7 separate regions of the Mus musculus genome follow, and all the other regions are linked to region 2. Evidence: chromatin contacts called from public HiChIP or PLAC-seq and promoter capture Hi-C data. All regions are on one chromosome and are shown on one strand. The core of a region is the stretch at or near the end of the contact, and the rest is flanking DNA. Distances in the headings are between cores, read along the strand shown. Region 1 holds the start of Exo5 (exonuclease 5). Region 2 holds the start of Rragc (Ras-related GTP binding C). Region 3 holds the start of Zfp69 (zinc finger protein 69). Region 4 holds the start of Psmb2 (proteasome (prosome, macropain) subunit, beta type 2). Region 5 holds the start of Zmpste24 (zinc metallopeptidase, STE24). Region 6 holds the start of Ago4 (argonaute RISC catalytic subunit 4). Region 7 holds the start of Ago3 (argonaute RISC catalytic subunit 3).

Region 1 (3,435 bases), core at 370-2,869, 3.0 Mb before region 2:
AGCGTTTTTGGATATACCATAGATTAATTGTAAAGCTGCTATATCATCCATCAAAAGCCTCATTTTATGACTTTCTTTTTAGACTTCTGACGTGTGTGTGTGTGTGTGTGTGTGTGTGTGTGTGTGTGTGTGTGTGAGAGAGAGAGAGAGAGAGAGAGAGAGAGAGAGAGAGAGAGAGACAGGTTTTGTGTGTGTAGCTCTGGCTGTCCTAGAACTTATTCTCAAGCTGCTGAGATTAAAGGCTATACCACCACTGCCTGGCAGACTTTTGACTTCTTTTTTTTTTTATTTTTTTTTTTTATTTTTAAAGATTTATTTATTTATTTATTATATATAAGTACACTGTAGCTGTCTTCAGACACACCAGAAGAGGGCATCAGATCTCATTACAGATGGTTGTGAGCCACCATGTGGTTGCTGGGATTTGAACTCCGGACCTCTAAAAGAGCAGTCAGTGCTCTTAACCTCTGAGCCATCTCTCCAGCCCCCTTGACTTCTTAAAGATATAGAAATATCTACTAATATTCATATTAAATATTTTATATATGAATATATGTTTTAAAAGTTTTAAAACAGATAAAGCTGAAAATTATTAGGTGAAAAATTAAATGAGATAGATGTTCAGAAAATACCAGATCGGCATCAAGAGTCTAGGGATCCTGAAGATACAGATTTTGAATCTAATCTTGAAACGTCCAGTAGAATTTGCTGGTATGCTATTTGTTTGTTTGTTTCTTTCTTTCTTTATTTTCTGGTTTTTCGAGACAGGGTTTCTCTGTGTAGCCCTGGCTGTCCTGGAACTCACTCTAGACCAGGCTGGCCTCGAACTCAGAAATCCGCCTGCCTCTGCCTCCTGAGTGCTGGGATTAAAGGCGTGCACCACCACGCCCGGTTCTGCTATTTGTTTCTTGAATAATCTTGGGCACATTTCAAAAATTCTCTGATGAGACTGGCACATCTTTAAAATGTATACTGGTAAGCTAATCCTTCAATGCCCACAGAGCTAAAACAGTACAGATATTAACTAACACACAATAAATGTGGCTTTCCTTCCAAAGGCATTGATGGGTCTACTATGTATCTATTTGCTCTGAAAAGTTCAGGAGAGAGGCAACTCGTACTCACCTGGGCCTTAGTTGATTTCCCTCCTCACAGGGAAGAGCATGTATTAAAACGAGGGGAGATGGGGAGGCACCTTGCTATGATGGAATGTGGACTTCTGTTCTCTTCACCTGACCACTCCTTCACATTATGGTGTTTCCACTTGAGTCACACTGCTAGGGCAGCTGCGTGTCATAAATCCTCCTAACACTGGCCTCTCCAAGGGTAAGGTCTCCAGGCGGTAAGTTCTGCTCTCCAGGTTCCCAGCCGCAGCCTGAGGTCGGAGGCCCTGCCTTGCTGATGGCTTCCGGCTGCCTGCTGCTGCCTTCATCCTCTGCGTCCTGACTCGTTACAGGCCTTCCACGCAGGCAGGCGTGTGCTTTCCACTCAGCCCCCAGCCCCAGTCCCCCTGGTGTGCCCAAGCGCAAAGACTCAATCGCGGGCCCAAAATGCACAGAACAAAAACCCGAATGAGGGGCGTGCCTGAAAGGGGCAGCCCCTTAGCTCTTCACCCCTGTCCCAGAATTCCCGGCGGCGGTTGGAGGCCCGCCCCTTTTCATGTCACACCCCTCCCCACCCACCAGGCCCCTGGTTCTCGCGACACTGGGGCTGAGTGGGCGTCTGCAGTCCGCTGTATTTCCTTATCCACCAGTGCCTAGTGCAGGCTGTTACCGTCTCGTTCTCTTACGCCCGCCCGGTGAGAGGACGGTCATGGTGGTCGTCTCGCTGTCCCCAGTGCAGCTGGCCTCTGACACCCTTGGAGCCCGAATCCGGATCTTAGCACCTGACATCAGCTTTCCCAGCTTAGTGAACAATCATGAACTCAAGCTTCAAAGACGCTGGCAGTTGTCAGTGTCTTATTTTATTTTATTTATTTCTTATCCTTTTTATTGGCCTCCAATTTGGGTTACTCCTGCCTCTGCTTTTTCGGTGCTGGAATTACAAGCCATTGTGCCCTTATGCCCAGATTCTTTTTAAAGATTAAAAAAAATGTTTTGTTTTTTCCTTTATGTGTATGAATGTTTTCCCTGCATGCATGTCTGTGGTTCATATCTTCTTGGTGCCCTCGGGAGCCAGAAGAGGGCCTCAGAGTTACAGAAGGGTTGAGTCACATGGGCACAGAGAAACAAACTAAGGTCCTCTGTAAGAGCAGCTAGTGCTCTTAACCTCTGAGCCTTTGAAAAATACTTCCCAGCATCTATGGTGACCCACACCAAAAATCTCAGCGCTGGGACTCTAGACTTGAGTCTAAAGTCCAGAAGGATAAAGCCTAGCTGTTAGGTTCATTTAGTTAATTCAGTCACCAGTTTAAGGGGTTCACCAGAATCAGGGTTTTATAAAGTGTATTGTATCAGGGGGAGGATGAACAGATTCCAAACAAGGAACTTGCGTAGGAAAAAAAAAAAAAAAAAAAAGAGGAAATTTCCAAATGTGGAGTAAAACCCATGAAATACTATCTTCAATCACAGTGGGAGCAAAGATAAAAGAGAAGCACTTGTGCCCCTCCCTTTGGCAGTATGGAAGCAGTAGAACCCCCCCCCCCACCCCCCCACCCCCCCCCCCCCCCCCGCCACCCACCATTCAGAGGAGAACTTACCTCCCAGGAAGAGACTTCATAGGATCCTTACAGCTTGTCAGACCACTCTGCAGAAGACACAAGCTGAGACAACTGTGGACAGGACTGTTCCTTGATCTGCTTAGTTGTACATCCCTCTTGCTTTGTTTAAACCTAAACCACATGTCAGAACCCCAAAGACAGTCTTGGAAATCATTAGGCCTCTGTGTTTGTTCCTCTTTCCAAAGTGACCTCATCGAATAAATCCCCTTTCTTTCATTAAGGGCATATTGAAGATGAGTGGCTGAGTCTAGTCTCTTAATCCTACTAGAACCTAGTGTTAGGCCCTAAGAGAATCCAGTAATAAGAATGGATATTTGGGGACCATAACATCTTTATGACAAAACCAAAGTATATTTGGGTAGAAATAGTACCAATGGGTCTGCACTTAAGACAATTATTGTCTGAGGGTTTCCATTGCTGTGAAGAGACACCATGACAACTCTTATAAAGGACATTTAATTGAAGCTGGCTTATAGGTTCAGAGTTTCAGTCCATTATCATCATGGTGAGAAATATGGCAGCATCCAGGCAGGCATGGCACTGGAGGAGCTGAGAGTTCTACATCTTGATCTGAAGGCATCTAGGAAAGAGGGTCTAAAAGCCTTACCCCCACAGTGACACCCTTCAACAAGGCCACACCTCCTAATGCCACTCCCTGGGCCAAGCATATTCAAACCACCACAATGATCTTTATCTTCACTTAATCATAAACAACA
Region 2 (2,981 bases), core at 358-2,857:
AAATATTTTGGGGGAATTGTACTGAACATATGTAGACTTTATTTTTACACTTATGCAATATAGTGCAACAACTATTTATACACACATCCCATTCTTTAAAAAAGGGGTTTCTAGCTAAGGCTGTCAAGGATGTGTAGAGTGGGCTGACTTAGAACTTTTTGGGGGGAATTCTACACCTGCCTCAGATGTACTGAGATTTACGGATGTGGGCCATCATATCATGCCTGGCAAAGACACAATTTCATTTTTCATTGTACTGGTTATTATAATTAATGCAGAGATAATATAAAGTACATGGAGTGTGCATAGGTTCACATGTAAATAGCCTATACTAGGAATCTGACCGTCTTCCAGTCGGTTAATCGGATTAAGGGTGTCCTGAAAGCATTCTCCCATTGATACTGAGAGACACACGCATATTTAAGTGCATTCTGCCTGTCTATTAGGTACTGTGGAGTTGATATTTTTTAGGTGAGGTTGTGACGGCCTACTAGAGCTTACTTTTCTCTCTACAGTCAGATCAGTCTGTCTGAGTAGGAGATGAGACTATGTGGTAGAATTTTCCCTAGCATGCGCAAAAGACCCCGAATTTCATCCTTAGCCCTGCAAACAACAGTCACTTTGTAAAACCAGAAGCCCTATCCCTACCCCAACTCCTTTTGAGTGTACACGGCTGTATTTTAAGGGTTGTCAAATTTCCACTTCTGGGAGTCCGAGACATTTACAACTTTCTGAAACATACTTTGGCAGTAATCATTTGCCTTCATTAGCCCTAATTCCTCTAGTCTCTAATCACAAAGAAGTCAAGTACTCAGTTGCTGGATGGGTTACTGGAGGGGCACTAGGTGGGCGTGAAGATGGAGTCGGTAGAATATAAGGGCAGCAGTATCCTATCAGCGATCTGCTTACGGAATTAGAAGATGTTTTAGCATGCTCGTATCTGTTTTCCTTATCGGGTTCCAGGTACCAGCATAGGCAAGTTATCACTGAGATTCCTAATTGCCTTTCGCACGTGCCGAATCTATAGGTCTGGACTGGCTCACACACGACCTCCGGTGGACTCACCCAATTCCAGAGCAATTCATCTATCCTCATGGCCTTTTCCCATAAAATCTGTACTGAGTCAACTTACACAGAAGTCCAATCTCTGTTCAGCTTCAAGCAACTTGAGGGCATGGAGGGGCAATTCAGTTTCCAGTGCCTTCCTGGTACCCAGGACCTGACAAGCATCACTAAATACTGGCAGGGCAGCTGCAACAAGGGAGGGGGGCACAAAGAATTCTTACCCAGACGCCTAGAAGCTTCCCTGCGTTGCTCTCGGAGCCCGGAAGAAGGCGGGGAGCGGGGAGCAGCCCAGCGCGCGCATGGAAGGCCGAGGTGCGTTGCGGGCTGTGCCCCCAGGGCGAAGGCCCGGAGGCCGACGAGAGGCGCGGCCAGGCCGAACTCCTCGTGACGCCTCCCCCCCTTCTGCCGCTGCTAGTCAGGTGATTCCGGGCACGTGATAGTACCACTTACCCTGTTGTCCCAGAGTGGCAGCCCGCCCAGCCAATAATAAACCGAAGCTTGGCGGCGGCCCAATCGGAGCTGGGCTTATGGGCGGGCCCTGCGGCGGCTACTGCCGGGGGCGGCGGCAACAGCGGCGGCCTGGGGAGGCGGCGGCCTAACCTGGCCTGGCCTGTCAGGGCGCGGGCGGTGGTGGTCCAGCACCATGTCCCTGCAGTACGGGGCGGAGGAGACGCCCCTGGCCGGCAGTTACGGCGCAGCCGACTCGTTCCCCAAGGACTTCGGCTACGGCGTGGAGGAGGAGGAAGAGGAGGCAGCGGCGGGTGGCGGCGGAGGCGCGGGGGCCGGCGGCGGCTGCGGCCCGGGCGGCGCTGACAGCTCCAAGCCGAGGATCCTGCTTATGGGGCTCCGGCGCAGCGGCAAATCCTCCATCCAGAAGGTGAGCGCCCCGCAGCCGCCGCCTGCCCTTGGTTTTGCCCGGCCCACGGCGCTCAGGTGGCGGGTGCCCAGGAGGCCTGAGAGGGTGGAGGCCTGGCGCTGCGTCCCCGGGCACTGTCCACACCTGCGAGCGCAGAGCCTGGGCGCGGTTCGCCCAGGGTCCCCGACCTGGGCCTCCGAGGGTCGAGGGGGGCCAGGAGGCGACGCTGGCTGGAGGGAGGAGGCAGGTGCCGGTCACCGCCCTAGAACTCCTCCCTTCTGGTCGCTGCCCTTGTGGCGTTGACGAAACCGACCCGTCGTCCCCGGTTCTCACGCGGAGAACTTGGTGAGCGTGCTGTCCCGCCGCATCTCACTTAGGTGACAGGAGTTTTCAGGGATCTCCTCCCAGCCTCTGGACCGTAGCGGCGCCTGAAAGTGTTGTGGCGAAGACACTGGGCATCTCAGTGTTTGTTGTCAGTCTGTTGGAGACTTCTGTAAAAACATTTTTTGGGGGGGGGGGCGGGGGGGGGGACTCTATCGCTACACCTACTTTATTTAGAACTTGTAGCCCTGTGGTTGCAGTTACAGGTGACAGTCCCCAGTAGCTGGTCACAGCGATCTTTGGAGACGGTTTTGCAGGCGGACAGACATCAGTGCATTTGTTTTCACTTGGGTCCGTCGTGAACGAATAGAATGAATGCCTAAGGCTTTGTATTTTTAGGGAAATAGAGGCAGGGTTGATTTCTTTCAATCAGCCATTCCCATTACAAACAGAGCGAACTTCTGGTAAAACTACGGTCACAGACAACCATGCTTTCCCCATTTCCACTCTGACACAAAGGTCTGTCCAAACAGAAATCTCTGGTATTTTGTAGGGGTGGTGTTTTTAAAAAGCAACATCGCTGCCTACCCCCACATCTTCCGCCCCTGCACTTGCTGGACAACTGTTTTATTTTCTCACGTCTGTGTCAAAGTTAGACCTTTGGGGGGAGTGCTTATGCTAAGTAACTACCACTTGAAACCTATGAGAACTTTTTCTCTCTTCCAAGTTAACACTGAGA
Region 3 (3,058 bases), core at 119-2,618, 3.0 Mb before region 2:
GCTGAGACCTGAGGCACTTCAAGTCTGACCTTCAGTTTCCTCATCTATAAAATGTGGATGTTAACTACTGCACAGGGATGCAGTGTTGAGACAATGTTAGGTCTACTAAGTTAACAATTAAGACCTTTTTATTTTAAAGCTGTACAATAAACATTATCTTAAAGTTTAAAAAAAAAATCACGGGCTGAAGAGATGGCTCAGCAGTTAAGAGCACTGACTGCTCTTCCAAAGGTCCTGAGTTCAAATCCCAGCAACCACATGGTGGCTCACAACCATCCCTAATGAGATCTGACACCGTCTTCTGGGGTTTCTGAAGACAGCTGCAGTGTACTTATAATAAAGAAATAAATCTTTAAAAAAAATTAAAAATAAAAAAAATCACATGCGTTTATTTATGGGGGTGGAGGTCACATGCCAACTTTTGAGAGTTGGTTCTCTCCTTTTACCAGGGCATCAGACCTGTCTGCCAAAGCCTTTACGGGGCCCCAGTGGCCATCATGTTTTAGAGTTATTTTAGAAAACAATTAGAAAGCTCAGCTTGAATATCTCAGTTGATAAAACAGTAATTCACAGGGCTGCGCTTTGTCATAAGCCAGCAGCAACAGTCGTCATCACACACTCCAAATGCCCAGCACAGCTGGTGAAACGAATCCCCGGTTCAGATGCAATTAAAACTGCAGGGTTATGTGCTCCCACAGAGCTGGAGAGGAGGAAATATAGTATGTCAAGTGCAAGTAGAACCACTACAGAACTGACCATAACAGCAATTTGGAAACAACCCGAATCCATCATCTGAATCGCCCATTCAGCATATGAATAGTTGTGGACACTGGGACCAGATTCAGTGGACCTGATACCCAAACGCAGCTCTCTCTCGGGGAGGGGACTGCTCTTTGAAGTCTGGGGGAAGAGGAGGAAAGGTGAAAGACTGCCTGTCCAAAAAGACCGGAGTTGGTGCAAATAGCCCCGACTATGTAAAAAGTCTCGTCACTAAGTGCAAACTTTGTGCTGTTCCTTCCGAAGGAGCTGGCAATCCCAGAAGCTTGCTGAACGACCCATCGGCAGAACTTCGCAGGCAGCCACCCGGTCGAGCTCGCAGCTCCGCAGCAGAGTCGCCTACTCACCGGAGGATCTCCGGATCCGTTCCCGCCAGCCTTCCACGCTCACACCGCGGCGCCCAGTGCGCAGCGTGGCTTCCGAGGGACACAGGACACCGTCGGCCTCCGGGCTGGACACCGGCCTCTCCCGCTTCTCACCCGCCGCACCCGGGAGCGGAGCTCCGCGCGCACAGGCGTCCTGCCCGGCCTTCTGTCCCAGCCCAGGACCTGCGGCGCCGGCTGCGGCTCAGATGCCCGAGCTCCGCCGTTTCACCCCGCCCCTCTAGCCCGGTTCGTGTCCCCGCGCCTCCACCCGGGACCCGCCCACCCCACGCTGCTCGCGTCAGCGCCCTGCCCGTGGCTCCGCCCACCCGGGTGCTGCGCGACCCAGATCCCGGAAGCCGGAAGCCGCCCGGGCAGACCCAGGGGCGGTGTCCAGCGAAGCCGGCAGCCCCTGCTGAGGGTCTCCTGTACCCCGTGGCCCGGCGAGTCTTCCTGGAGAAGCCGCTTCTCTGTCATTCTTTCATTCTTAAGGCTTCAGGATGCAGCCTTAAATCGCACGCAGTTCCTGCTCTCTCCTAATCTCCTAATTCTGGTGAATTCGATAAGTAGAAAAATAGACAATCCAAAAGGCAACAGGGGCCTAGAAAACAATAAACTTAAAAAAAAAATTCCGGGATATGTATTTTTAATGTCCCTAAAGACATGTATTAGTTTGCTTAAGGCTGCCTCCCACCCCCAAAGAAAAACACTTCACACCGGTGACTTAAACAATAGGAATTTATTTTCCCATGGTCCTGGAAGGTAGAACCCCTTTCTTCCCATATTCTCACGGCGTGTTTCCTGAGTGCCTGTAGCTAGGGGAAGTGTCTGGTGTCTGAGTTAGCCTTCCTCAGTTCCTCAATTTAACTTATCTCTTTAAAAGTTCAGTAAACATATGGCATTGAGAAAATAAAACTGAGCCCACTGGAAGATACAGAAGAGATGACGACAGAGTAAACACTTACCAGAGCAAAAATTGGAAAACCAGCATCCAGAAAGTTAATCCAAGTTGAAAGCGGCTTTTGCCCAGCTATCTGGAAAACAGACCTTTCATACTGCACATAGAGACTGGGAGGGGGAAAAATGAGCGGACTTGGGACTGATATAGGAAACCCTCTCCACATGAGTAGAACCTCGAAGGGCTGGGTGTTCTCTTTAATGTGTGTGTGTGTGTGTGTGTGTGTGTGTGTGTGTGTGTGTGTGTGTGTGTCTGTGTGTGTTTGGGATGGGGGAAGATAAGTGAAACAACATGGGAAAAATTCATGAACTGCAAAAAAATTTCGTGTCGTTGGCTGTGATCTTCGTTCAAAGTCATCTCTATCTATTGAGTTGAAGACAGTGGCACTTGGGCTGTAAATTAATTTGCAAAAAAAAAAAAGACAAATTGGCAGTAGAGAGTTTATTAAACACTACTGTACAGTTGCATCTGGTGCTCCTGGAAAAGGGATTGCACCCCTGAGAGGAGTGGAAGATCTTTGGAGTTGGCAGAACTAAAGCTCTGAGTTTATCTCATGAGCTGTTTGTCAGTGTCCCCATCTAAGGGACCCGCTGACTTCTGTCTTGCTAAGCAGTTAGTCTTACTGCACTAAGTAACTAATTAGCTAACTCTTGATTGGAACAGACACCAGGTGTCATTCAGAGTAGGCTTCAAATGCCTGTATAATACATCACAAGTCATTGGTTCCCCACAGTCCCACTCTGATTGTTAATGTGGAAGGAGGTTTGTTTGTTTTGTTTTTGACTCTACATGTTACGGGGGCGGGGGGCATCATCTTTAGCAGACAGCATTATAACTGTAAGCACCCGGCTTCCCTTCAGTTACAATGTCGAGTGCAGACTTAAAGATAAGCAAGCTGTGGGCATAGTCCCATGTGGTGTTAGGGTGCCTACTCAGTCTGCCTAAGGCTCTTCATATTCAA
Region 4 (3,132 bases), core at 476-2,975, 2.8 Mb after region 2:
AAGTCAGGAGAGCAACTCAAACAGGTCAAGCTCCTGGGGGCAGGAGCTGATGTAGAGGCCTTACGGGGGAGGGGGATGCTCACCGGCTTGCTTCCCATGGCTTGCTCAGCCTGCTTTCTTATAGAACCCAGGACCACCAGCTCAGGGACAGCACCACCCATAATGGGTTGGTTCTCCCTCGTCAATCACTAATTAAGAAAAGCCTTATAGCTGGACCTTATGGAGGCATTTTCTCAATTAAGGGTTGCCTCATTTCACATAGCTCTAGTCTGTGTCAAGTTGACAGAGGACTAGCCGGCACAAGTATATTAACTGTACAAAGTCACAAGTTTCACTAAGACATTTCTATATGCAGTTTAATTGTAGTCTCTCCTCTATTACCCTTTCTATTGTTAAAAGAATTATTTTTACTTTATGTGTTATGGGGTTTTGGCCTGAATGTATGTGTGTGCATCAAGTGTGTGAAGTGCCTTCAGAGGACAGAGATACACCAGAGTTGCTGATAGCTGTCTTCCAGTTGCCTTATGGGTACTGGAAATTGATTCCAGGTCTTCCAGAAGAGCAGCCAGTGTTCTTAAGCACGGGTCCATCTCTCCAGTCCATCCCTAATTTCCTATCTTACTCTTTCCAAAATATTTCATGTAGGGCATGTGGATCAGGAATTTAATTCTAGCACTGATGAGTTAGAGGAAGGCAGATTTTTGTGAATTTGAAGTTAGTCTGGTCAACACAATTAAATTAGTTCCAGGACAACCAAGGCTACATAGTAGTAATACCCCATCTCTCAAAAAAGGCCGGGTGGTGGTGTCACAATACATTAATCCCAGCACTCAGAAAGCAGAGGCAGGTGGATCTCTGAGTTCGAGGTCAGCCTAGTCTATAAGAGTGAGTTTCAGAGTAGCCAAGAAATCCTGTCGGGACAAATCAAAATATAAAAAATAAGTAAATAAAAGTGAACATTTAAAAATTTGTTGGGATGAGGAACTTTGGGGAGGGGGGCAATGGCTGGAGTGTAAATAAATACTTTTTTTTCCCATTTTTATTAGGTATTTAGCTCATTTACATTAATAAATACATTTTTAAAATAATATTTTAAATGTAATGAAACAGAAGTATAGTAAAATATTTAAATTTAAAATTTTTTTTAAAAATTATTTGTATTGGGGATGAACGCGCTAGTGTGATGGTCAGAGGAAAACTTTGGGGAGTCTGTTCTTTCTACCGTGGGTTCGAGGGACAGGCTTGACTAACGTGCTTTCTGCCTCTGTCTATCCAGTACTAGGATTTCAAGAGGGAACCACCGCCAAGTAGGTTTTTTGTTTGTTTGTTTGTTTTGCTTTTGAGATGTGTTGTCCTAGGCTGCTCCCCTGGTCCTTAACTCTATGGCTCGGGGAAATTGTTCTTCAATCTGGCTTGCAGGGAAAATTTTCCCGTTTGTTTAACGAGCAAGGAAATGAAAACCAGAAAGCTGAAGACCTCCTCTCCTCTGTAGCACCCACACGTGCTGGTACTTCTTACACAGGGTACGGCTTGATTTGCGTGCAAACTCTAAAATTCGACTTGGTAGATAAGGAAACGCAACGCCCCATCACCCACAGCTACGTTTCCAAACCACACCTCTAGACCAGCCCACTCCGCAATCTCAGCGCGGAAAAGCACCCAAGCTCCCGCCTGCTCTCTCGCGAGAGGTGACGTCATTGGGCCGCGCCAGTGACTGGGCCGTCGCGCGTCTTGCGTCACCCCCAGCTCAGTCCGGGTGTGCTGTCTCACTGGTGAGGTCGTGTACCCGGGAAGTGTCCCTGTCCGTGGCCTCTGCAGCCTCCCGCTTCCCGGCACCATGGAGTACCTCATTGGCATCCAGGGCCCAGACTATGTCCTCGTCGCTTCCGACCGAGTGGCCGCCAGCAATATTGTCCAGATGAAGGACGGTGAGAGGAAGCAGGGGGAGGCCCGGCGGGCCTGGCTGGAGGGGCAGTCGGCGGGAGTTGGTGAAGGGGACCGTGGGCCTCCCTCTGGGCAGCTTGGAAGATGGAGCCCAGTGTGCTCTGCCCTGCTGGCACTGCAGGATTGAGAAGCCGGGGGAGCCGGCAGACAAGCTTAGGGCTCTAGTTTGGGATTCTGGGTCAGATGAGGCTTGCTAGGTGAGAGTTGCTCAGCGTGAGGGAATTAAGTTTATGAGAGCTCAAGTGTGTGCCCGGCGCCTCCAATTTCTGAATTTCTGGCAAGTTTCAGTCGCCCCAGATAGAAGTTATAATTTGTGGGTGCCCTAAGGTGGGATCTTGGGGAGAGTGAGACTCCCCAGAGTTTGGCATTTCCACTCTGCTTCCGCTGTCTTCAGTGGCTCACCTCAGAGCCTCTTCCGCCTTTCCCTGGCTGCTAGATTTTACTTGTCGTTAAATAGTGGAATGCAGCAGAGATGGCCTCTCTTTATTTGCTCTGTGAGTTTTGTACGTTATTTTTTTTCCCGTGCCCAGATTTTCTTATCTCTCAAATTACTAATAACCAACTCAAAACTTGTTGAGAGGATTGAGTGAAGGAGTTAGCATTGGACAAACACTTAACAAACTGAAGCATATATGTATCAGGTGTGTCCATCGTTAACATTTTAATTTGTTAAAAGTTTGGCTCTACTATGTGCCCTTCTTGCAGTTAGTTTTGGAGACAGAATATGTATAACTAAGATGTATAGATATAGTATATATTATATATAACACACATGCATATATATGTGTGTGTGTGTACATATATGTGTGCGTATACATATCTATGTATGTGTATATATGTATGTGTGTGTGTGTATATGTGTGTATATGTACAAAACTTTCTTAAGGAGATGTTGAAATAACTCAGTAGTAAAGATGCTTTTGCCCAGGCTTCACAACCGGAGTTTGGTCCCAGAACCCAGATGGCAGAGGAAGAGACCCCACCCCAACATCCTGCAGGTTGTCCTCTGACCTGTGCACCTGTTCTGTGGCAATGTGCACCTGTGCAGAACAAGAGAGAGAGTCTCTAAATAAATAAATAAAAATTTTAAAATTATCAAAGAAAAAGTTTCTAAGCTTACAGGTGGTAGAACCTAGGTTCAAATCTGTGTAATTTGGGACTGAGTCTACAATTCAGTGGCAACATATG
Region 5 (3,437 bases), core at 524-3,023, 2.8 Mb before region 2:
GGATCTCTGTGAGTTCAAGGCCAGCCTGGTCTACAGAGTGAGCTTCAGGACAGCCAGGGCTAAACAAAGAGAAACTCCGTCTTGGAAAAAAAAAAAGATGCAACTTGATCTATTAATAAACTATGTCAGATAAGTACTCAATATCTCACCCTGCTGTTTTGATACTACACGTTATGTGTTTGCTTCAAGCAAGGGTACTTATGCAATTCTGAACTAATGAAGCTTTGAGTACCTAGCTACAGTAATTTTTAACACGTTGAACATACTAAAGGAAGAGACTGAGGTAGACATAACCCGACACTGACAGATTTTTAAAATTCAAACTTGTGCCGGGCTTGGTGGCACACGCCTTTAATCCCAGCACCCTGGAGGCAGAGGCAGGCGGATTTCTGAGTTCAAGGCCAGCCTGGTCTACAGAGTGAGTTCCAGGACAGCCAGGGCTATACAGAGAAACCCTGTCTCAAAAAACAAAAAACAAAAAAACCAAAAAAAAAAAAAAAATTTCAAACTTGCAATCCGGAGAGTCACGAAGGGCTGGGAAATGTAGTTCAGTGGGAGAGCACTTGCCTGGCAAAGAAACTCACATACAGTGTAAGTTAGAAGAAAACTGCAGACGAAAAGGACTGCAGAGCTCAAGAAATAGGTCCAGCAGTTAAAGGGGAAGGTTCTCAAGGACGACACAGACGAGTGTTGTCCAAACTTAGACACTGCAGAGCAGGCATAGACCTGCATAAGTTTGACGGCAGGGCTGTCCTTTCCTTTTATTAGACACCAACAGGCTTGGGACCCATTATAATGTTGCAGATAACTTGTTTTGTTGTTTCAAAGTCCATCTCACTAAAACGTTCACATTTCGAATTAAACTGTTAATTATGGCTATCTCCATGGAAAACTGTTAGCTTTTCTACTGCACTATTTAACGTTTTAAACAAAAAACCCAAAGAGAAATTTTAATGAAACACACACACATTGTGGCCCCAAACAACATTTGCTCTAATGAGGATTTTCAAACGGCGTGCGAGTCTTTGGAACGGTTGCAAAGTGAGGTTGAGCATGGTAACATCAATATCATGGGAAGTTATTATTCTACAAATTTAGCACCTCCACTTAGAAAGCCTATACCAACGAGGCTTGGTCAAGTCCCGGTCCAAAGATTCTTAAGACGCTGTAAAGCAGGCATAGACATGCTCAAGTTTGGCGGTAGGGCAGTTCTTCCCTTTCATTAGCCGCTTACAGGCTTGGGTCCCATTACAACGTTGCAAACAACTTCTGCCTTTCCAAAAACTCCTCAAAGCGGCAGTCACCATTAGGAAAAGTTAGGAAGCTCACCGGGGGTTACGGTTTGCTACATCCGGGCAAACACTAAGGGGCTTGGGTAGAGGCTCGGGCTGGCCTAAGGCTGTCCAGGGGCTCAGCCGGGGGAGACACGTCAATGCTCACCTGCCGCTGTGCTAGGAAGGTCTCCCAAAGATACACCGTCCAGGAAAAGAGCAACACCGCCCCGAAGATTCGCTTCTCCGCAGGGAAGTCCCACATAGCGTCCACCGATGCCCACATCCCCATCGTCACCCTATCTCACCCGCTCCTTTAGCGTGCACCGGTGCCTCAGCGACACGCGTCCCTCGGAGAGTGCCAGCGGTGTCACAACAATACGGGTCCCTTCCGAGGGCTTCTTCAGACGCCCATTCCCTCAGCTTTGCCAGAAGTGTCACAAAGACACGATTCCCTCCAGCCTTACTCTTCAAGGACCTACTTATTTCTGCTAGAATAAGACGCCCCACCTTCCTCACTTCCGCCTGAAGAATGAGCAGCGGTGCACCTGAAATATCCCTCCGGATTCTGTGTGCAGGGATCCAATTCAAAGGTTCCGGCCTTCTTCCTGGGAACGTCAGTGTGGTCGCCGCCTCTCCTTTGCTTTGGCGGGTTACCAGAGAGGGCAATGGACCCCGGTGCTTAACCGGACCGGATAAGCCGGGTCATAGAAATATTCCCTCTAGAAGTAGCTGGGAAGGATGAGAGAGGCTCTAAAACTTTTCCTTCCTTCTATTTAGTGCCGTTCAAAGGTTAGATGTGCATCTCCAGGATAACTAACCAAACGAGGCATTTGGGGTTGTTTGGCTTGTCTTCGAAAGTTCTGGTTTTGGGAATATTAGAGATGAAAATGACTCTAGTGATTAGGATTTTCATTTACACATTTCATCTCATCCTCCCCAAGTGAAGTCAGAAGAGGCATTTACCTGTGAGTCCTGGGACTGCATTTCTAACCTCAAACAGGCAGGCTTGGTAGCCACTGCCTTTAAGCCTAGCAAGACCTTGTTTCAGACACACACTACCACCACCACCACTACCACCACCACCACACATCACCACACACCATCACAGCTCAGTACCTTTGCCTTGGAATTCAACAATGAAATAGGGTCACTATGGCCCCTGTTACTACTTTGACTTTACTTGAAACGTGAAGCCAGAATTTTTCTGACCACAAAGTAAATGTTATTTAATTAATAGTTTCTATGAACTAATAGCACTTTGTATAAACATTATTTATAGTGAATTGCGAAATCTTTAGCTCCAATTAAAATATGTAGCTCCAATTTAAAATATGGTGAGATTGTGATGCTAAAGATGTTGAGATTAAGGTTTCAAATTTCTCAACCATGACTAAATTTATCTGCATGAGCGTAATCAGTAGAAGTTACTTGACAAAGTGAATTACTTCAATATAGGATCACAGATTCTTTGGCAACCAAAAGTTCTTTTGGGGGATTTTTTGCTTTCAGCAAAATTACTGATTGAACTGTTAGCTGAACTTTGAGTTTTGTTCATGGGCCTGGGAAATATTTTGTACTTGATTGGGTGTAAGGCAAATGGCATGAAAACAGGGATCACAGGCAAGTAGAGACATAGCTCTAACAAGTGCCATTTCCTCAGGTAGAAGGTCTTCAGAGAGGAGGCTTCGTCCCTGTCCTCCTTTTCCATGGCTGGTTGGATGTTTTGTACTGGCACCCATCATGGTGTTGTAGAGTCCTGTGGAAAAACACAAGCATAGCCTAGCCCTTGTGTCAACAAAGGGTGGATGCCACTGTGATGTTAGGGACTCTCTCCATTGTACCAATGGAAGAGTGGTATTCCTAGGTAGGTAAGCCCAATGTTTATAGGTAGGGCTTAATCCCTGATCAAAGGTGAGGAAGTTTAGGTGAAAATGGGCCTCTGCCAGGGCCAGGGGAAGGTCATGTTTGGATTCAGGGGAGGTAAACTGAGTCAGCAAGTCCTTTAGAGTCTGAGTGGACCTTTCTACTATCCTCTGACCTTGAGGGTTATAAGGAATCCTAAAAGTGTGGTTAATCTTCCATGAGGCATCAAACTCATTGAATTGTTGAGATGCATAGGGAGGGTCATTATCTGTCTTCAAAACCCAAGGCACTCCCATAACC
Region 6 (3,326 bases), core at 258-2,757, 2.6 Mb after region 2:
ACTACAGCAGGCTCAAACCTGTTTGTTTATTTTATAATCAGGGTCTCAAGTAGCCCAGGCCTACCTCAAACTCACTTTGTAACTGAGACTGGCCTTGAACTCTGGAGCTCCCTGCCTCCACCCCAGAACTGTTTGCATTATGAGCATATGCCACCATGCCCAGCTAAGCCGATTTATTTTTTGAAGGCTTATGACATTTGACTATGTGGGCTTTTTAAGAAAACCTTAAGCAGCAAATAAAGATAGGATTTAATCGCTCAGTTATGTAAATATGTTCCAAGTTAACAAACCTGCAAAATTTCCAAATGCAAACAATAAACCTAATTTTCTATGAATTTTAAAAACATACAACTAAGTCTACTATGTAGACAAGGTTTGAATATGAAAACTAATTCCATCACTGCCCCTAAACCTTGCCCTACTTAGCCAAGCCATTAGCAACCTGTTGTAGGGCTTGAGACAGGAGCACAAGGCTCCAAACGAAGAGTATTCGTGAGAGTTTGGAAAGCTTCCTTGGGTTGGAGCAGAGAGCGAGAGAACCAGGGGCCACCCATAACCAGCAAAGAATCACAGTTTCAAAAACACTTTTTCGTTTGATTTTAACAGCCTCTGATAACCCAATTAAAAGGGAAGGCAGGGCATTGATGCCCTTGCTGGAGAGTATTGGATTGTCATTCCAGAGCACTCTGGGACTGACAAACTGACAGATACCAAACTTCAGAGTTTTGGAAAAAGAACGGACATTTCTCCCTTTGGCTTTCAGGGACATGAGTGAGTGGGTCTCTCCTCCTCATCTGAGGAACCAGATGCCAGTGCAAAAGAAAACAGGGATTCTGCCCCACACCAAGAAAACCCTTGACAGAAGGTAGAAGGCCTTCCAGGTTTGGGCCGGGCCTCGGCGTGCCCCAGACACACGGTCCCATTTGAGGCCCCAACTAGCCTCGCGGCGACCGTGGACAGAGATCTAAGGTCCGAACAGGTCTGCCCTACCCCGGGGAACTCGGGTCACCTCTTGAGCCTCCCTCCCTTAGACGGGTCCCGAATAGACCTAGAGTCTTCAGCTGGGGCGTGGTCCCCGCCCCCCAGGGACGAGGGCATGGGACCCCTTCCTTCCCGGGGCCTGGCAGCCGGCAGCCGGGTCCGCGAGCGGCGGTCGGGCAGCGACAGTCCCTTCCGCCGGTCTGTCTGCCCTCCCGAGCCCCAGGTCTGACCCTGGTCCGAGCGCGCTCCTCACCGGGTCCCAGCGCCTCCATGGCGGCGACGGGGGCCGCCTCGCTCCGGTCCCCAGCGCCTCCCGCTCCGGGCCCCGCCGGAGCCGCGTAACGCTTGCTCTCTGGAATATTGGCGCTGAAGCGGCGCCGCGAAGACGCGGGCCGGGGGCGGGCAGGGGGCGGCGGCGGCGCCCAGTCCGGGGACAGGGACCCGACTCTGTCACGGCTCTTCCGGCCTCAGCGACAACAAAAACAATCCCGGCCGCTGCCGCCGCCGCCGCCAGCTGGAACGGGAGCGGGAGGCGGCGCGCGCCCGCCGGGCGGGGCGGGGGCGCCAGGCGCCTGCGGTCCCGGGTCCCGGCTAGCGAAGGGGGCGTGCGCGGCCCCGCACGCGCGGGGTCCAGCGAGCCTGACCGAGGCAGGGGGCGGGGTGCGGCAGGGACGGGCGCGCGCCCGGGGGGCCGAGCCCAGAGGACGCGTCAGGCGCGCGCCCGCCCGCCCTTCCACCAGCGGGCCCGCTCGCCTGCGGTCCCGCACGCCGCTCCGCCGGTCCCCATTCTGGCAACCTTCCTCCAAGTCGCCATCGAAAGAGCTGGATTCCAGTCCTTGATGACCCACAGGCAGCAGCCCTCCACTTCGTCCTGAGACTCACCTTAGGAACCTGTCCTCCATCGCTCCACCACCACCAGAGATGACCCCTGGACACTTCAGGCACAATCGGTCCTTCAGTCACCTTCAGTCATTCCTCCTACTCCACCCCCACCCTCACCCCGGACACCACATATCCAGTCACCTTCCTTCCCTGTGCAGGGAAAGCAGGTTCTGTTCTGGGTCCCAAGACTGGTCAACATGTCACCAAGGCAGCAGGTAGCTCAGCGAGTCAAGTGTCCTTAAAGTTTCCATTCAGGACTTCCAGTTAAGACAGGACCATAGGCTGTCTGGTCAACTAAACGGGCAACGGCAGTCTATTAGTTAAAAAGGCACAACACTCTCATTCTAGTTTGCTGGGGCCCACCATTGGGTACCTCAGCTTAGTGCAATAGAAATGCGTTTTCTCTCAGTTTTGCACACCGACAGTCTAATAAAATCAAGGCGAGTTGGGGCAGGGGGTGTGATTTTTCTCCTTCGGTTGTAGAAATCTATCTTCTTGTGCTATCACACGGTCTTCCCATGGTAACTTCTATTCAAACCGCTCCTTTTTGTTTGGTTGGTTTTAATTAATTTATGTGTATGAGTATTTTTTGCCTGCATGCATGTGTTTGTGCCTGGTGCCTCCGGAGACCAGAAGACCAAATCGAATCCCCTCGAAACAGGATTACAGATAATGTAAGCTGTGTAGGGGCTGAGAATCAAACCTGGGGCCTCTGCAAGAGTATGAGGTACCCTTAACCACTAAAGCCATCTCTACAGCCCCCAACTTCTTTTTCTTATAAGGAAGATGGCTCAGTGGGTAAAGGTACTTTATAACATTGACAGCCTGAGTAGGAAGTTGGAGAGTTCAAGGCCAGCCTTTGCTACCAAAGAATTTAAGGCAATCCATGTTTTAAGAGACTCCAGCCCAGTGTAGCCTTTAATCTCAGCACTAGGGAGACTGAGGCAGTTCAGAGCCAATTCGGTTTACTTATGTAGTGACTTCTAGGACAGCCAGGACTGCAGAGTGAGACAGAGGAGACAAAGACAGGCAGATCACTGGAGCTCACTGTACATACACACACATACAGTACATACACATACATACACACACAGATACACACACAGATATATACATACCACATACACACATAAATACACACCACACACTTACACATGCACATGCATACACCACACACACATCACATACCTGCACATACACATACACATGTATGCACACACACATACAAATCCACACACATACATACACACACACACAGAGAAAGAAAGAAAGAAAGAAAGAGAGAGAGAGAGAGAAAGAAAGGAAGGAAGAAAGAAAGAAAGAAAAGAAAAGAAAAGAAAAGAAAAGAAAAGAAAAGAAAAGAAAAACTGGTGTATAACTAAAAGGAAAAGAAAAACCACTGTCTAGAAAGAAGCTCAAGGGATTTGTTTTGGTTTGGATTTTGTTATTGCTGTTTTGAGACA
Region 7 (3,063 bases), core at 352-2,851, 2.5 Mb after region 2:
AACCTTAAATGTCATATTTAGTTTTCCAGGCTTGGCAACAGGGTAGCTATGTAAAAATCAGAGAGCTGGAAATAATCAGATTATCTTATAAAGTAAAAGCAGTACAGACAGAATGTAAACTTTTAAAGCATAGAAAATACAGTCTGGAAACACACATATTGATAATAAGAGTCCAAAACTTCACAGCCTAGACATATTTCACTGTTAAGAAAATATGAGAAAAAAAATGGAACATAGAAAGGGAAAAAATGGTAGACACTGAGTAGAAAGAAATTCCACATAATAAAGGAAATGCCTTTTTGTATCCCTTCGACAATTATGCCCTGAACTGATTTGAAGGCCTTCTATGTTGCTAGTTTTAGTTTTGGGTTTTTTTTTTTCTCTTATATTTGGGGACCTTTCAAATTGGCAAGATGAGATATGAAATTCAGTGACTTGCTAGGACATAATAACAAGGCAATCCCCCAAATATATGAAAACAATATATTACTGATCTTGTGGATGGAGAGAACTTTCAAACTGGAGAACAGGGTGACTGCTGGGCCAGCAGGCCGTTATGTAACACCTATTTCATGTTACTCTATCAACTACTTTAGAATCGCTGACTACTTTTTCCTTTTTAAAGACAAGCACTATCCAGGCCGGCTTCCTTTCTCAAGACCTCTTTTTTTTTTTTTTTTTTTTTTCCTCAAGAGACAAATCCTAAATTCCAGATTTCCTGTGCAGGGAATAGAAAATAGAGGGGAAATAGTGTCAGCATCCTGAAGCTCTGCCTTCTAGTAAGCAGTGGTCCAGAGCGACAGGACATCTCCGAGCTCCTCAGAAACTACACACTCAGACACTGAGAACCAGGGGTGGGAGCAATGCCATCTTGCATCTGACGTCGCCCGAGCACCAATTAGAAACGTAATCATTGATTATCTCAGAGTATCCTCAAACTACACTAATAGGTAGATAAGGGTTATGCCTGACTTGTTCTGCATCCATGGGACACACGACCCGGTTAAAGGACAAGCGCGCCCTTTATATTTCCAACAAGAATTCCAAAAGCAAGGGCAAACTTCTCTCCATTCTCAGGGGAAAGCACTCTAGGGGGATGTCATCACCTACAGAACTCCAAACTTAAGCCCTCCTTGTAGTTTCGCCAACTCAATGACCCCAAGAGTGTAGGTCCCTGGGCTGTGGAGAGGACACCCGCATCGGGCCTGAAAGCCCGCAACTCCCTCACTATGTGCGCTGACAGCACCTGAAGTGGAAGGAACAAGGATGCTCAGGGGACAACATCGGGGTAACGACCCCACCTGCCCTGTCCCGCAGCTCGCCTCACCTGCGGAGCCGATTTCCATTCATGGAGCTGGGGGGAGTGCTTCACGAGAGAAGGGTGCCACCACAGAGGCGAGGAGCGGACGCCCTCGGAAAGCTCCGGGCACAAGAGGCACAGTCGGGAGAGACAGACAGCCTGCAGCGAGGTAAGAGCGGCGACAGTCCTGAGTGAGGACGCTGGAACCAGGTCCGGAACTTGCGTCGCCCACAGATGCTGACGCGTGCAGCTTCCCGACCCGCCAGCCGCCCCGCCGCCGCAGCCGCTCGCTTTTCCCGGTCGCCCCCGGAAGCCCGCTCGCGTCACTTCCGCTCTCCGGATCCCGCCCCGCTCTCCCTCCGGGTCGGCAGCTCGCCTGGAGCCAGAGCCTTGCGGGAGCAACAAGGTCTGGGGATCTGTGGGCGGGTGAGCCGGTGCCTGGCTGGGGCGGAGCCGCGGATGGGCGGTCGCCCTGCACCCGCTGTGCCTGACGGCGACAATCCCGAGCGAGAGGCCAGCTTTCCCCGTGCCAGCCTCCCGGGTGAGGACCGCTGCTTGAGGCGACATCGCTGCCTGCCCGCGGAGCTTACCTGAGGTACATCCTACCTGAGAGTGGCGGGTGACCAGCCAAGGGCATCCTCCCTCCCAGCTCCGTCTGCCACACCCGCTTGGAGCACGTGCACTAGGCGGTGACCACAAGTTCAATATAGTTTTTAAACGGATGAACAAGAAACGGGATGTTCCATGTATACCAGATGGAATTACGTTTATGTTTAAACAGTCTCCCAATACGTTGAGGAACCTAAACGACCTTCCGGTGTTTAAACACCTGCTAAACCTTCTCTTCCTTGGGACTCGAGACTTTTACAGCTAAATTGGTCAGCCTCCAGTTTCCCCGATCCGATCCAGTCTGGTGCTTTTCTGCTGACTTGGAACCTTTGGGAGACTAGACCCAGCTCATTATCCGGCAAATAGTCCGTCTTTTAAAAATACTTGGCTTCGTGAAACCAGATACTTCATGCAAGCTTAGCAATGATTCAGTATTTTTCCCCGTGTCCCAATGAACCAGTAATGTTTTGACATATATTTCTTTTTTAAAAAAGAGAATTGAGAAAGATTTTATTTTCACGATCCCTTCCCTCCCCGTTTTGGGTTTTTGGATTAGTCACTTTATCTTTGGACTTTAGTTTCCTCATCAGAAAAACTGAAAGGAAAACAAAAAACAAAAACCTCCCAAATGTTAGTAACAAAAATATTTACAATAGTTACAATTTTGAGGTACTTAATAAATATGCTGACTACATAATAAACATTTAATACATGGAAGTGACTCCAAGCCACATCTAGCACACCAATTCTGCCTCTCTTCCTGTTGACTGAAAAGAAATACTCTTATCACTTTTAAAATATCACATCCTCAGATGAATGAGCACATCTTAAAAGTCATGTTCAAGCTCTGATTATATACAATCCATATTGACCTAAGCCATAAGAACTAAATCTCAGACTTGTGGAAGGACCTATCCTACCCCCAATCTCTTGATTCTGGAACTAGTTCTTTGAATGAATGCAAGCTCAACTAGCTTCCAGAAAAACATGGTGTGGTGACAAACAGCATGCTTTTATTTGTTTTCAAATGTGTGTGGTGGTGTCTGGTCTCTGCACTTCTGGTGTCTTGGAGGCAAGAAGAGGGTGGCAGATTCCTGAGAACTGTTCAAACAGTTGTGAGCCATCCTGGGTGCTGGGAAGCACTTAGGTTCTCT

Evidence for each region. Promoter capture Hi-C pulls out the DNA fragments that hold promoters and counts their contacts. HiChIP or PLAC-seq counts read pairs in DNA pulled down with a chosen protein or histone mark.
Region 1: a contact with region 2 is called in a promoter capture Hi-C map of pre-B cells, with 4 times the contacts expected there. The contact joins the promoter of Exo5 here to the promoter of Rragc in region 2. A contact is called at or near these places in 2 of 39 promoter capture datasets (the HPC-7 cell line and pre-B cells).
Region 3: a promoter capture Hi-C map of pre-B cells shows a contact between it and region 2, with 4 times the contacts expected there. The contact joins the promoter of Zfp69 here to the promoter of Rragc in region 2. A contact is called at or near these places in 2 of 39 promoter capture datasets (liver and pre-B cells).
Region 4: a contact with region 2 is called in a promoter capture Hi-C map of pre-B cells, with 2.5 times the contacts expected there. The contact joins the promoter of Psmb2 here to the promoter of Rragc in region 2. A contact is called at or near these places in 2 of 39 promoter capture datasets (liver and pre-B cells) and 1 of 9 other capture datasets (liver).
Region 5: a contact with region 2 is called in a promoter capture Hi-C map of pre-B cells, with 5 times the contacts expected there. The contact joins the promoter of Zmpste24 here to the promoter of Rragc in region 2.
Region 6: a contact with region 2 is called in a promoter capture Hi-C map of pre-B cells, with 2.2 times the contacts expected there. The contact joins the promoter of Ago4 here to the promoter of Rragc in region 2. A contact is called at or near these places in 3 of 39 promoter capture datasets (liver and pre-B cells).
Region 7: a contact with region 2 is called in an H3K27ac HiChIP or PLAC-seq map of bone marrow-derived dendritic cells, with 5 times the contacts expected there. The contact joins the promoter of Ago3 here to the promoter of Rragc in region 2. A contact is called at or near these places in 2 of 39 promoter capture datasets (erythroid cells and liver) and 2 of 115 datasets of contacts at active chromatin or transcription factors (astrocytes and bone marrow-derived dendritic cells).

Annotation. Positions count from the first base shown.
Region 1 is chr4:120,923,386-120,926,820 of GRCm38.p6, forward strand. It overlaps Exo5 (exonuclease 5), which reads right to left and starts at 1,620. Exons shown (of 2, transcript NM_028457.2): 1 at 1,126-1,620.
Region 2 is chr4:123,915,826-123,918,806 of GRCm38.p6, forward strand. Rragc (Ras-related GTP binding C) reads left to right here and starts at 1,608. Exons shown (of 7, transcript NM_017475.2): 1 at 1,608-1,942. The coding sequence starts at 1,709. It also overlaps D130007C19Rik.
Region 3 is chr4:120,950,320-120,953,377 of GRCm38.p6, forward strand. Zfp69 (zinc finger protein 69) reads right to left here and starts at 1,369. Exons shown (of 6, transcript NM_001384119.1): 1 at 1,125-1,369.
Region 4 is chr4:126,675,918-126,679,049 of GRCm38.p6, forward strand. It overlaps Psmb2 (proteasome (prosome, macropain) subunit, beta type 2), which reads left to right and starts at 1,726. Exons shown (of 6, transcript NM_011970.4): 1 at 1,726-1,928. The coding sequence starts at 1,838.
Region 5 is chr4:121,096,437-121,099,873 of GRCm38.p6, forward strand. It overlaps Zmpste24 (zinc metallopeptidase, STE24), which reads right to left and starts at 1,774. Exons shown (of 10, transcript NM_172700.3): 1 at 1,441-1,774. The coding sequence starts at 1,563.
Region 6 is chr4:126,531,951-126,535,276 of GRCm38.p6, forward strand. Ago4 (argonaute RISC catalytic subunit 4) reads right to left here and starts at 1,508. Exons shown (of 18, transcript NM_153177.3): 1 at 1,235-1,508. The coding sequence starts at 1,253.
Region 7 is chr4:126,427,941-126,431,003 of GRCm38.p6, forward strand. It overlaps Ago3 (argonaute RISC catalytic subunit 3), which reads right to left and starts at 1,602. Exons shown (of 19, transcript NM_153402.2): 1 at 1,328-1,602. The coding sequence starts at 1,346.